Linked DNA regions of Mus musculus: all the other regions are linked to region 1. The links are chromatin contacts, called in public HiCAR-type and HiChIP or PLAC-seq maps. All regions are on one chromosome and are shown on one strand. Each heading gives the region's core, a stretch centred on a gene start, on an enhancer-like site or on the middle of the called end of the contact. The rest is flanking DNA. Distances are from core to core; before and after follow the strand shown. Region 1 has its middle 28 kb from the start of Ube2q1. Region 2 holds the start of Efna4 (ephrin A4). Region 3 overlaps Dcst2 (DC-STAMP domain containing 2).

Evidence for each region. HiCAR-type assays count read pairs that join an accessible place to other places. HiChIP or PLAC-seq counts read pairs in DNA pulled down with a chosen protein or histone mark.
Region 2: a contact with region 1 is called in an H3K4me3 HiChIP or PLAC-seq map of embryonic stem cells, with 4 times the contacts expected there. The contact joins the promoter of Efna4 here to the enhancer-like site in region 1. A contact is called at or near these places in 2 of 39 promoter capture datasets (embryonic stem cells and pre-B cells) and 9 of 115 datasets of contacts at active chromatin or transcription factors (craniofacial prominence, embryonic basal ganglia, embryonic forebrain and 4 more).
Region 3: a HiCAR-type map of embryonic stem cells shows a contact between it and region 1, with 2.4 times the contacts expected there. The contact joins two enhancer-like sites. A contact is called at or near these places in 1 of 39 promoter capture datasets (embryonic stem cells) and 2 of 115 datasets of contacts at active chromatin or transcription factors (embryonic midbrain and embryonic stem cells).

Annotation. Positions count from the first base shown.
Region 1 is chr3:89,800,095-89,803,158 of GRCm38.p6, reverse strand. No RefSeq gene overlaps it. Among named protein-coding and RNA genes, the nearest start is that of Ube2q1, 28 kb to the right of the region's middle. Within about 2 kb of position 1,463, at least 68 of the 459 cell types and tissues checked have an H3K27ac peak or open chromatin away from gene starts, as enhancers often do. A contact at or near this core is called in embryonic stem cells, where this site is marked.
Region 2 is chr3:89,336,534-89,339,597 of GRCm38.p6, reverse strand. It overlaps Efna4 (ephrin A4), which reads left to right and starts at 1,570. Exons shown (of 4, transcript NM_007910.2): 1 at 1,570-1,760. The coding sequence starts at 1,648.
Region 3 is chr3:89,377,168-89,380,231 of GRCm38.p6, reverse strand. Dcst2 (DC-STAMP domain containing 2) reads right to left here. Exons shown (of 15, transcript NM_001370853.1): 15 at 2,589-2,802. The coding sequence ends at 2,781. Zbtb7b (zinc finger and BTB domain containing 7B) reads left to right here. Exons shown (of 3, transcript NM_009565.5): 3 at 238-2,588. The coding sequence ends at 706. Among named protein-coding and RNA genes, the nearest start is that of Gm15417, 13 kb to the left of the region's middle. Within about 2 kb of position 1,656, at least 281 of the 459 cell types and tissues checked have an H3K27ac peak or open chromatin away from gene starts, as enhancers often do. A contact at or near this core is called in embryonic stem cells, where this site is marked.

The DNA.
Region 1 (3,064 bases), core at 214-2,713:
TCCCCCTTCTAAAGAACTACACAGCCCTCTCCGTGTCTGCAGAGTCCGAAACAGGGGGCGCCGCAGTGACTACTTCCTTGTCTGGTTTGGAAAGCTGCTCCCCCTCTGTCCACTCTGGTTGGTATGTGGATGGTGTAGGTGAAACACTTGGCAAAGTGGCATCTCGGAACGCGCCACGCCACCTTTAACCCTCTGGCTTAGCAGCCAAGGGGGTCGGCTCCATCGGGTCCTAGTGCCAATGTCCTGTGGCCAGGGGCGTCTGTCCTTGTGCTGTTTTCTTACCTGAGATAGGCTATAGAGCTCTCTCAGACTTAGCTACCTCTGAGTGTGACCTCTCTTCAGGACAGGGTCTCACTATGTAGTCCAAACTGACCTTGAACTCAGTCTCCCCACTGCTGGAATTTCAGACACATGCCTAGCCTCATTTTTATTTCCAAGTAATAAAAGTTCTTTGAGTTTTGAGGGTGGTGTGTATTAAAGAAACACAAAGTTACAAATAGGCTATTTATGGTTAAAAAATATTTACTTCTAGTTCCTGAGGCACAGCTACTCCTGAGTCAAATTCTGTCACGTGGGTCCAGAAACTGCCCTGGATCTCCCCTTGACTGACTCCTAGAAGTTGTTCTCTGCCTCCCACATGCAAGTAAGTGGTGGGCCATGCATGGACGGACGGACGGACACATACACACACACACACACACACACACACACACACACACACACACACACGCCAAACAAACAAGGTTTTCTTTAAAAGAATACCTGGATTACAGAATGAGTTCAAGACCAGTTTGGGCATCTCATGGAAGCCCGCTTTCAACATAATAAGTAAGAGAAGAATTCTATGCCCTGGGTTTAGCCCCCAGTACTGGAAAGCAAAGTCAGGAATAGTGGCACACGCCTTGGATCTCAGGGCTGCAGGGGCGGGGTCAGGGGCTGGGGCTTTCTCTGAGGTTTGAGGCCAGTCTGGTCCACCATAGTTGAGTTCCAGACCAGCCAGAGCTACATAGTGAGACCCTGTCTCACACTTCCCATGCCCACTCCCATCCATTTGGGTGGAGCACTTGCTGTCAGGATGCCTATGGTCAGTCTGAGCTCGTAGCTTGGGCTCTCTGGAGTCTCAGATGGAGTAGTTCAGGGTGCTTTGCTTCCTATAGCCAGCCACACAGTGTCCTTAGTGCTGCATACTGACTGGCTCAGGCCCTTTGTCTCTCTCTGGATCTGTTCTCATAAAGGTCTCCTAGAATATGCCCTGTACTTGAATTTCTTAGAATTTGGCCCAAGCAGAGGTCATTTCAAGATGTTTGGGACCTCTCTATGGCTCCTTCTCTCTGGAGCACTCTCCCACAAATTCCTGTTACTGGACCTGCTTTTGTTGTCCTGCAAGGGTCTCTGTAGTCATTATAGGCTCTGCCAGCCTGTACTATGGATGGGAAAGTCCCCAGGCTAAAAGTCACTGTGAGGGTGGAGCTCAAGAGCCCTTTTCCTGTGGAAATTGCCCTCTGCAGTCTGTACAACAAACTTCAGCGTTGTGTGTGGGAGGAGTTAAATTCAGTCATGTGGGTCCAGAAACTGCCCCGGATCTCCCCGTGATTTCTCTTGGTCAGATGTGAGTTCCTAATGCTTTTAAATTAGGAATAAGTCATCAGGAGAGGTGTACAGAATCCCACCCATTTGGGAATCTAATATTCCTAGATCAACAACCCATGGGCTAAAAAGGAAATGAAACAAAAACGTTAAAATACTTAAAACAGAACAACAAAAGGCTCTAGCTTATGAGAAGTTTTTGACACATAATGAAAGCAGACATAATGAGGGGAGAGGCCCAGTTTTAACAAGGGAAGCTTGAAAATTAATGAGTGGATTGAAAAGTAGATTAACAAATAAGATATAAATTCAAAGAGAGAAGTAATGATGCTATTGAAAATGGTTTTGTTTGAAAAAATTAAAAAATTATGTTATAAGCTGTGCTTGGGTACAGGACTATAATGCTAGCTACGTAAGAGGCTATGGCAAGAGAAGCACAAGTTCAAGGACAGCTTTAGCTGCAGAAGGAGTTCAAGGCCAGCCTGGACCACTTAGTAAGACCTTATCACAAAAAAAGGGGAAAGGCTGAGGGTGCCTCTCAGGGATTGAGTTTTGCTTTGGAATGTTCTGGGAAGTCCCTGGGTTTTACACCCCCCACACACACACACACCCCACCCCACCCCCACAACACTCACACAAGTGCCGCAGACCCTTTTTGGTCCCTGTCTGCGTAGAACCGGTCTCTGGTTACATGTGGACAAGGAGTCAACAAATGACAGACAAAAATCAACACAAGAGGTTGTGTAGAATCTGAATGTATTGTCACAAAGTGAACACCAGTCTTATATAATACAGAAAACAAAGGGGTAGGATGTCACAGCAGGCAAAGCACATTGAAGTTACCTGACACAAAACAAAGGAATGACTTCAAAAGGACTTCCAGGAACCAGGTAATGTTTACAGTAAAGATAAAACAGCCCTGTCTAGGGTCAGCTAATGACAGGTAAGGATTTCACACCCTAGTCACAATTTGTGCTACTCCTTTGAGCCTTGTGAAAGCTTGCACCAGGGGATTCTGCTCTAGCAGACCTTCTCATGAATAATGTAACACTACAAACCCCCTATTTCCTAGGCCTTGGTAAATTCTTGTATCAGTTTAACTTGGCTGTTGTTTTAAGTATCTGTGGAGAATCTCCATTTGTCAGAAGAATTCACCAACTTGCTTCTAACATGCAGTGTAGCCTGCTATACCTGGCTGTAGTGAAGATTCCTGTCTCAGTGGGAGTCCCTAACTCTTACATGTTAAACCCACCTATTAGCTAGACCATTGTGTATTCCCTTGTCTGGATGAGACTGGCTACTGTCCTAAGTAATCACCCTGCAGACCAGCCCTGGAGCTATTCTAGCTCTGTTCTTTGTAATGCCTAATTAGTTTCACCATCTCTACTAGGAGTAAATTTGAATGTTACAGAATAGGTAACCTTCTTACTGAATTCCAAGTTTGTCCGCTTCAAGGATTTTCTGGGACGTTGGAACA
Region 2 (3,064 bases), core at 321-2,820, 460 kb after region 1:
GGCCACTAGGAGACGCTGCTGGGTCAAACCAGGGCCTGTAGAATAGGATCACTTCCCAGAAAGGGTCAACAAGAATGTGTCACTTAGGATGCCTCTGGCTTGCTTCTGCCCAGTCTGGGTCCGATGGCCTCTGGACTCCCAAGTTCTCCCCAGCAATGCTGCTCAGCCCCCACCACAGCTAGAGACAAATGACCTAAGTCGTCAGACCTGCATCCCCACCCTCTGACCAGTGGCTGGGAAAATGGATCTAACTGGTGTTCTCAGAGCCCTGAGCCTGGGTGGAGCAGGGCAGCGGCTGCTTGGATTCCAAGGCTTCACACCTGCCTCCTCCACTTCCCTGCCCCCACCTGAAGGTTCCAGAACAAAGGTGCTTTGTGCTTTGTACTGATTGCTACCACCTCATCATTTAGACCTCAGGACTGAGGACTCCTGGGAGAGAGGTGTGTGCGGATAAGGGGCAGGCTGTGTCCCACAATGGTCACCCAGCACGATGCTCTAGAGGAATGTCAGGGGTGTCCCCAGAGCCACTTCAGTCCTTCCCCTTGTACCATCTGCGTGTGCAAAGCAAAAGAACAATGCATGGAAGGTAATTCTGCTTCAGCCTCCAAAAGTATCTGGGGTATCAGGTGCTGGCCATCATGTGTGTGTGTGTGTGTGTGTGTGTGTGTGTGTGTGTGCGCGCGCGCGCGCGCGCACGGCACCTATGTACACACTTTCCTACCCCCAAATAGGAACTTGCTGTGTGCTGACTAGAATGCTGGATTCTTCTATGGGTGTACTTCATGTGCCATCCAGCTCTGACCTCCCAGACTTCAATGAGGCTTTCTACCTTGAACCAATGAAGACACAAAGGACAAGATCTAAACATAAACCGAACCGGCCCTCTTAGGTGGTGCTGCATGAACCCCGTGGCTGTAATCCCAGCACTGGAGAGGATAGAGCAGGAGGATCATTGCCAGTCTGAGGCCAGCCTGGCTTATAATAGAAGTTCCAAGCCAGCCAGACTTTAGTGTTAAGACCCTGTTTTAAACAAAATAAAGTACAACATAGGATTTGAAAGAAGACAGCCTTGGTAAAGTGCTTACCTGAGTTTGGATAACCAGCACCCGTGTAAAAAGCCCTAAGTTTAGTGGTTTATTTCTGTAACCCCTCCGTGGGTGGGAGGGGTGAGGTGGGGCTAGGAAACAGGAGCACCCCCTCCTACCCCGACCCCAAGCTTACAGGACTGCAAGCCAAGCCAATCAGGGTTCAGTGAGAGACCCTGTCTCAAAAAATAAGGTGGAGAAGGAATAGAAGCGCCGACACGTACACACACATAGAAAACCAAAACCCTCAAGCATTAAGTCCTTAGTGGAATATCCACCATGCCACCCTCTTCCAGCACAGTGAGATAACAAAGGGACGCTTTGGCTAACCTGGAGCGCTCGGGGCACAGGAAGCACAAAGGGTTAACAAGAGTTGGCGCTGAGTAGAGAGGCGGAGACAAGTTTTCATTGGTGGAAAGTTACCCAGGGCTGTGGTCTAGGAGCCTCCACACCCCTCCTCCGTTCCGTACCCCCCACCCCCCTCCACTTTTGTACCTTTCTCGCCGGGACAGAGAAGTGGGCCGGGACCAGCCGGGCCAGACCAGACTGGACCCCAGGGGCGATGCGGCTGCTGCCCCTGCTGCGGACTGTGCTCTGGGCCGCGCTGCTCGGCTCGCGCCTGCCGGGGTGCTCCAGCCTCCGCCACCCAATCTACTGGAACTCCTCTAACCCCAGGTAGCACGGCCGAGCGAGGCGAGAGCCGAGCTGGGCCCGCGCGCTCCCAGGCTGTGCGCGCGCCCGCTGCTCGCCTTTTTGCAAGGCGCTGTCTGAGCCCTGCCCAGCCGCGCGATGGGGCTCCTTTGTTTGAGCCGGCGGGGGAGGGGCGAGGCGTGCCCGGGGGTCCCCCCCCGCCCGAACGTGTGTGTGGGGGCGAGCGGACCACCCTAGTCCTGAGGGTGGTCGGTTGGAGTCTGAGAGCAGGGAGCTGAGGGGGCCTGGGCCCCGTATTCCGGGTCCCGCCCCCCTTTTCTAGGGAGCCCAAACCTCCGGCGGGGCAGGAGCTGGGGTGGACCGCTGAGAACCAGGGAGGGATTTTTACCCAAGTGAAAGAACGTTGAGTTCCTCTCTGGTTCTGAGAGCCTCTCGGGCCCCTGGATATCTCTGCTTCCATCTTGATCTTATTTCTGTCCAATCCTGGCCCTGTTCTTCCATCTGATTCACCTGTGGGCCAGTCATTTGACCTTGCTCACCTCAGTTATGTCATCTACAAAATGGGCTAATAATACCCAGTACCCTGGGAAGCAAGTGGACTGACTGAGGTCAGGCTTGTGGAAAGGAGTGCCGCTGTACAGATTTCAATGCTTATTTCTTCCCCTCTGCTGAGCTGGCTGCCTTTGAACCTCGGTATTTTTTGCTGTTTGCATCCTGCTTCCCATTCCTCCCTGCCTCTCTGCCTTCCCCATCTGTTTTCCTTTCTGATTTTCTACTTCAGACAATCTGTGGCTCTGTTCATTTATTCACTAACATTTGATAAGCACATACTCTGTGTGTGTGTCAAGACCAGTGCTGAGCTGCTGGGCTTTACCAATGAAACCCTGCCCCGTGGGAGGCCACAGCCCCCCAGGGAGGGCAGGCCTAAAGATAGTCATTCCAATACCAATACCGGGTGATAAGCGCTATTGTCCTGGACTCTGACTTCTTCTATCTCAGTTCCAGACCAGTCCCTCAGCCCCCAGCTCTTGTGTTTCTAGTTCATTCACCAAATTCACAAGTATTTCCTGAGCTCTGGCTTGGCAGGGGGTGTTTCTCCACACCCAGTGTGATGAAGCATACAAAGATCCTATCTCCCCTCTGTTCCTGGTTCCTTCTCTGGCTAGTGGTCAGAGCCTAGCCCAGGAATCCTTCTAATCAAGAGTCGACACAGCAGGTGGTTCTTGGCCACCCACTGAAGGATGTTTAGAGGCCTTTTCTAAATCATGCTTTGTTGTGTGCGTGCCTGTGTTGGACTCATTCGGTATGTGGTGCTTGGGGGGTGGCCT
Region 3 (3,064 bases), core at 407-2,906, 420 kb after region 1:
CAAACAAGGGCATGCTCGGGAGTGGGCTAGTTCCCAAGAAGATTGAACTGGAAGCAGAGGAGCTCATAGTGCCAGGGCCCATTGAGCTAAGGGCTAATCAAAAAGGGTCTCCTGGGGCAGCAATGGGGAAACCGCAGTGAGGAACAAGGGTGGGTCAAGGCCCGGGGGCGTGGCTAAAATGCCCTGGGGATCCTATCCTGAATCCTGAGTGTCTGCCCTTTCCCCTGCTCGTACTAGGAATGACAAGCTGAAGATCCACATGCGGAAGCACACAGGAGAACGCCCCTACTCGTGCCCCCACTGCCCAGCCCGCTTCCTGCATAGCTACGACCTCAAGAACCACATGCACCTGCACACCGGGGACCGGCCCTATGAGTGCCACCTGTGCCACAAGGCCTTCGCCAAGGAGGACCACCTGCAGCGCCATCTCAAGGGTCAGAACTGCCTGGAGGTGCGCACCCGAAGGCGCCGCAAGGATGACGTGGCAGCCCCTCACTACCCACCGCCCTCGACCACCACCTCATCCCCTGCTGGCCTCGACCTTTCCAATGGCCACCTGGACACCTTCCACCTCTCTCTGGCTCGATTCTGGGAGCAGTCGGCCACCACGGGACCCCCAGTCACTACACAAGGGCCCCCTGAGGAGGAGGAAGAGGAAGGGACACCCACCACACCACAGGCCGAAGGTGCCATGGAGTCCTCTTAAAAGAGGGATGAATGGGCAGGCTGGAACAGCCTGGGACACCACGCCAAGCAACGGGGAGCACATAAAACAAGTGGTATCGGGGTCGGGGGTGCTGAACCTTGTTGGTATCAGAATCGAACGCCTCTTCCCCCCAGAGCCTTCATTCCAATTACAAGCTGAGGTTTTGGGGCACAAGCTCTCTAGATTGGGGTGATCACCCAAGGAGTTAAACATGAAATATATGTCTGTTTGTCTGTCTGTGTGTGTATATATATATGTGTGTGTGTGTGCACGCGCGTGTGTGTGTTACACACACTCTCTGCACACACACACATATATATACACACACAATAAAGGTGGGTCCCTGTCCCCAGCCACTACTGGGGAATTGAAGCAATAATCTATCTCTGATTTGTGGGGTCCCACTTCGGCTATGCGGGTTTCTAGGAGGCTGGGGCTTAGGACCAAATCCTTGCTCTACTCCCATGCCCCCTGGGTTTTGGCTGTGAAGGGGTGGACTGCCCCTCCCTTCCGAGACCCCTCCTTCCTGGTTTCTGTTCCTTTTTCCTGGCCGTAAATTATGCAAAGGGGGGTGGCAAAGGAAGGGTAAGAGGGGGGAAACAAGGTAGAGGCTTGAAAGACTGGGGTGGCGGCGGTGGGGACTGGGCCTGTAAGGACGGAGCCATCCCAGTCCCCCTCCACCCAGTTCCAACGCTGAGTCATGGGGTCCTGGAGAAGAGGAGGGCAGGGTGGCCTGATTGGCTCGCCCGCCCCTGGGGGTAGCAGAAGGTCTCCGCCCAGCTAAGGGAGCTCTCCACCTCTTCCCTCCCGCGTCCCGGGGCAGGGAATGTCTTGTTCCTGGCGCTCCCTCCCTGGGGCCAGAGGGCAGGGCGGGCCGGGCGTCTTACCCTCTTCTCCTCCCTACCTCCCCGCCCAGGTGCAAGCGGGAGCCGCCTCTGCTGCTTGCTGCCCCTGACTCACGCCGCCCCCGGGCTGGCGGGCGCTGGGTGTGGGATGGGGTGAGGGGTTGAGGTAGCCTTGTAGGGAGCGGACAAGCTAGCGCCATCTGGTGGCCATGCCCTGTAAGGGCGAGCGCTACCCCCCAACCCCACCCCCCAGCGACCACTTTTCATGAGCTAGGGTCACACCCAGCCATCTAGGCCTGTGAACGGGTGCCCCCTTGCCAACATGGTGGCTAGGCAAGGCAACTCACTTGCCCCTGGGAAAAGTGAGCTGCGGAGCAGACCCAGAGGTAAGGGAACCTTTCCTCAGACCTTGCCTGGCACTCTTAGGACTGAGTCCACCCCCGTTCTGTACATAGCCTCTTCTGATGGTCTTGTTGAAATCCAATTTCACATTTTTAACTATCAGTTTTCCTGGGGTGGGGAAGAGTCTTCACCCCACCCCTTCCTCGCTGGGTGCTGGACCCCCATTGCGGCCTGGGCTCTGCCTTGCACTATTTACCCCTTTGGCCTAGTGGCCCTTCCCCCTCCTGGAAAGGGGCAGGTTCAGGGGCCCGGTGCTCTCCTCTCCCCATGCACCTCCATGCCCATTTGCACAGCTGCCCAGGTACCCCCAACAGTGGGGAAGGGCCACACAGGGAGGGGTGGCGGGACCAGTCCCTGTATCTATTTAAAAAGTGATGATGTAATATATTAGGAGGGAGGTCAGGTACCCTGGGCCTCATCTTAGCATTTCAGGTGATAGGGGAGCCCAGGGCTGGAGAAACCTGGGGCTTAGTCCCAGAGAGTGGAGACAGTGGCCTCCACTCTCTCTCCTTGTGGCTTCCCCACTCAGTGCCTTAGTGGGGGAACGCATTCCCCTCCCCCATTCCCTTCATCTACCCCTGCCCCTGCCTCGGGTGTAAGTGACAGGAAGAAATAATAATAATTTAAGATTCATATTTGTGTCCACTTTTGGTTCCTTTATTGGGGGAGGGGGGCGGCAGTGGGAGGGGTCGGGAGGGTCTGAGGCTGGGGAGGGGTCTTGTTTGGGGACAGGGATTTCCGAAGTGGTGCCTGGGGTTCTGGGAGAAAGGGGAGGCCCACAAAGCCAGATGAGCTTCTGGGAGATGCTGTGGACGCTTCCTCTGAAGTCACTGCTTTCTGTCCTGGTTCCTGGGAGGAGAGGAAGGACCAGTAAACTCAAAGTCACTGGTGGGTAACCTCTGCCACCGTCCCAGCTCGGGCCCTAACTGCCGCCCTTCTGGCATCCATCCCAGTTCTTCCTTTCCTCTCTTCTTTGTTTTTATAACTCTGTCTCTGTTTTGTTGAGACGGGGTTTCTCTGTGTAGCCCTGTCCCTGTAGACCAGACTGGTCTCAAACTCACAGATCCGCCTGCCTCTGCCTCCCAAGTGCTGGGATTAAAGGCGTGCACTA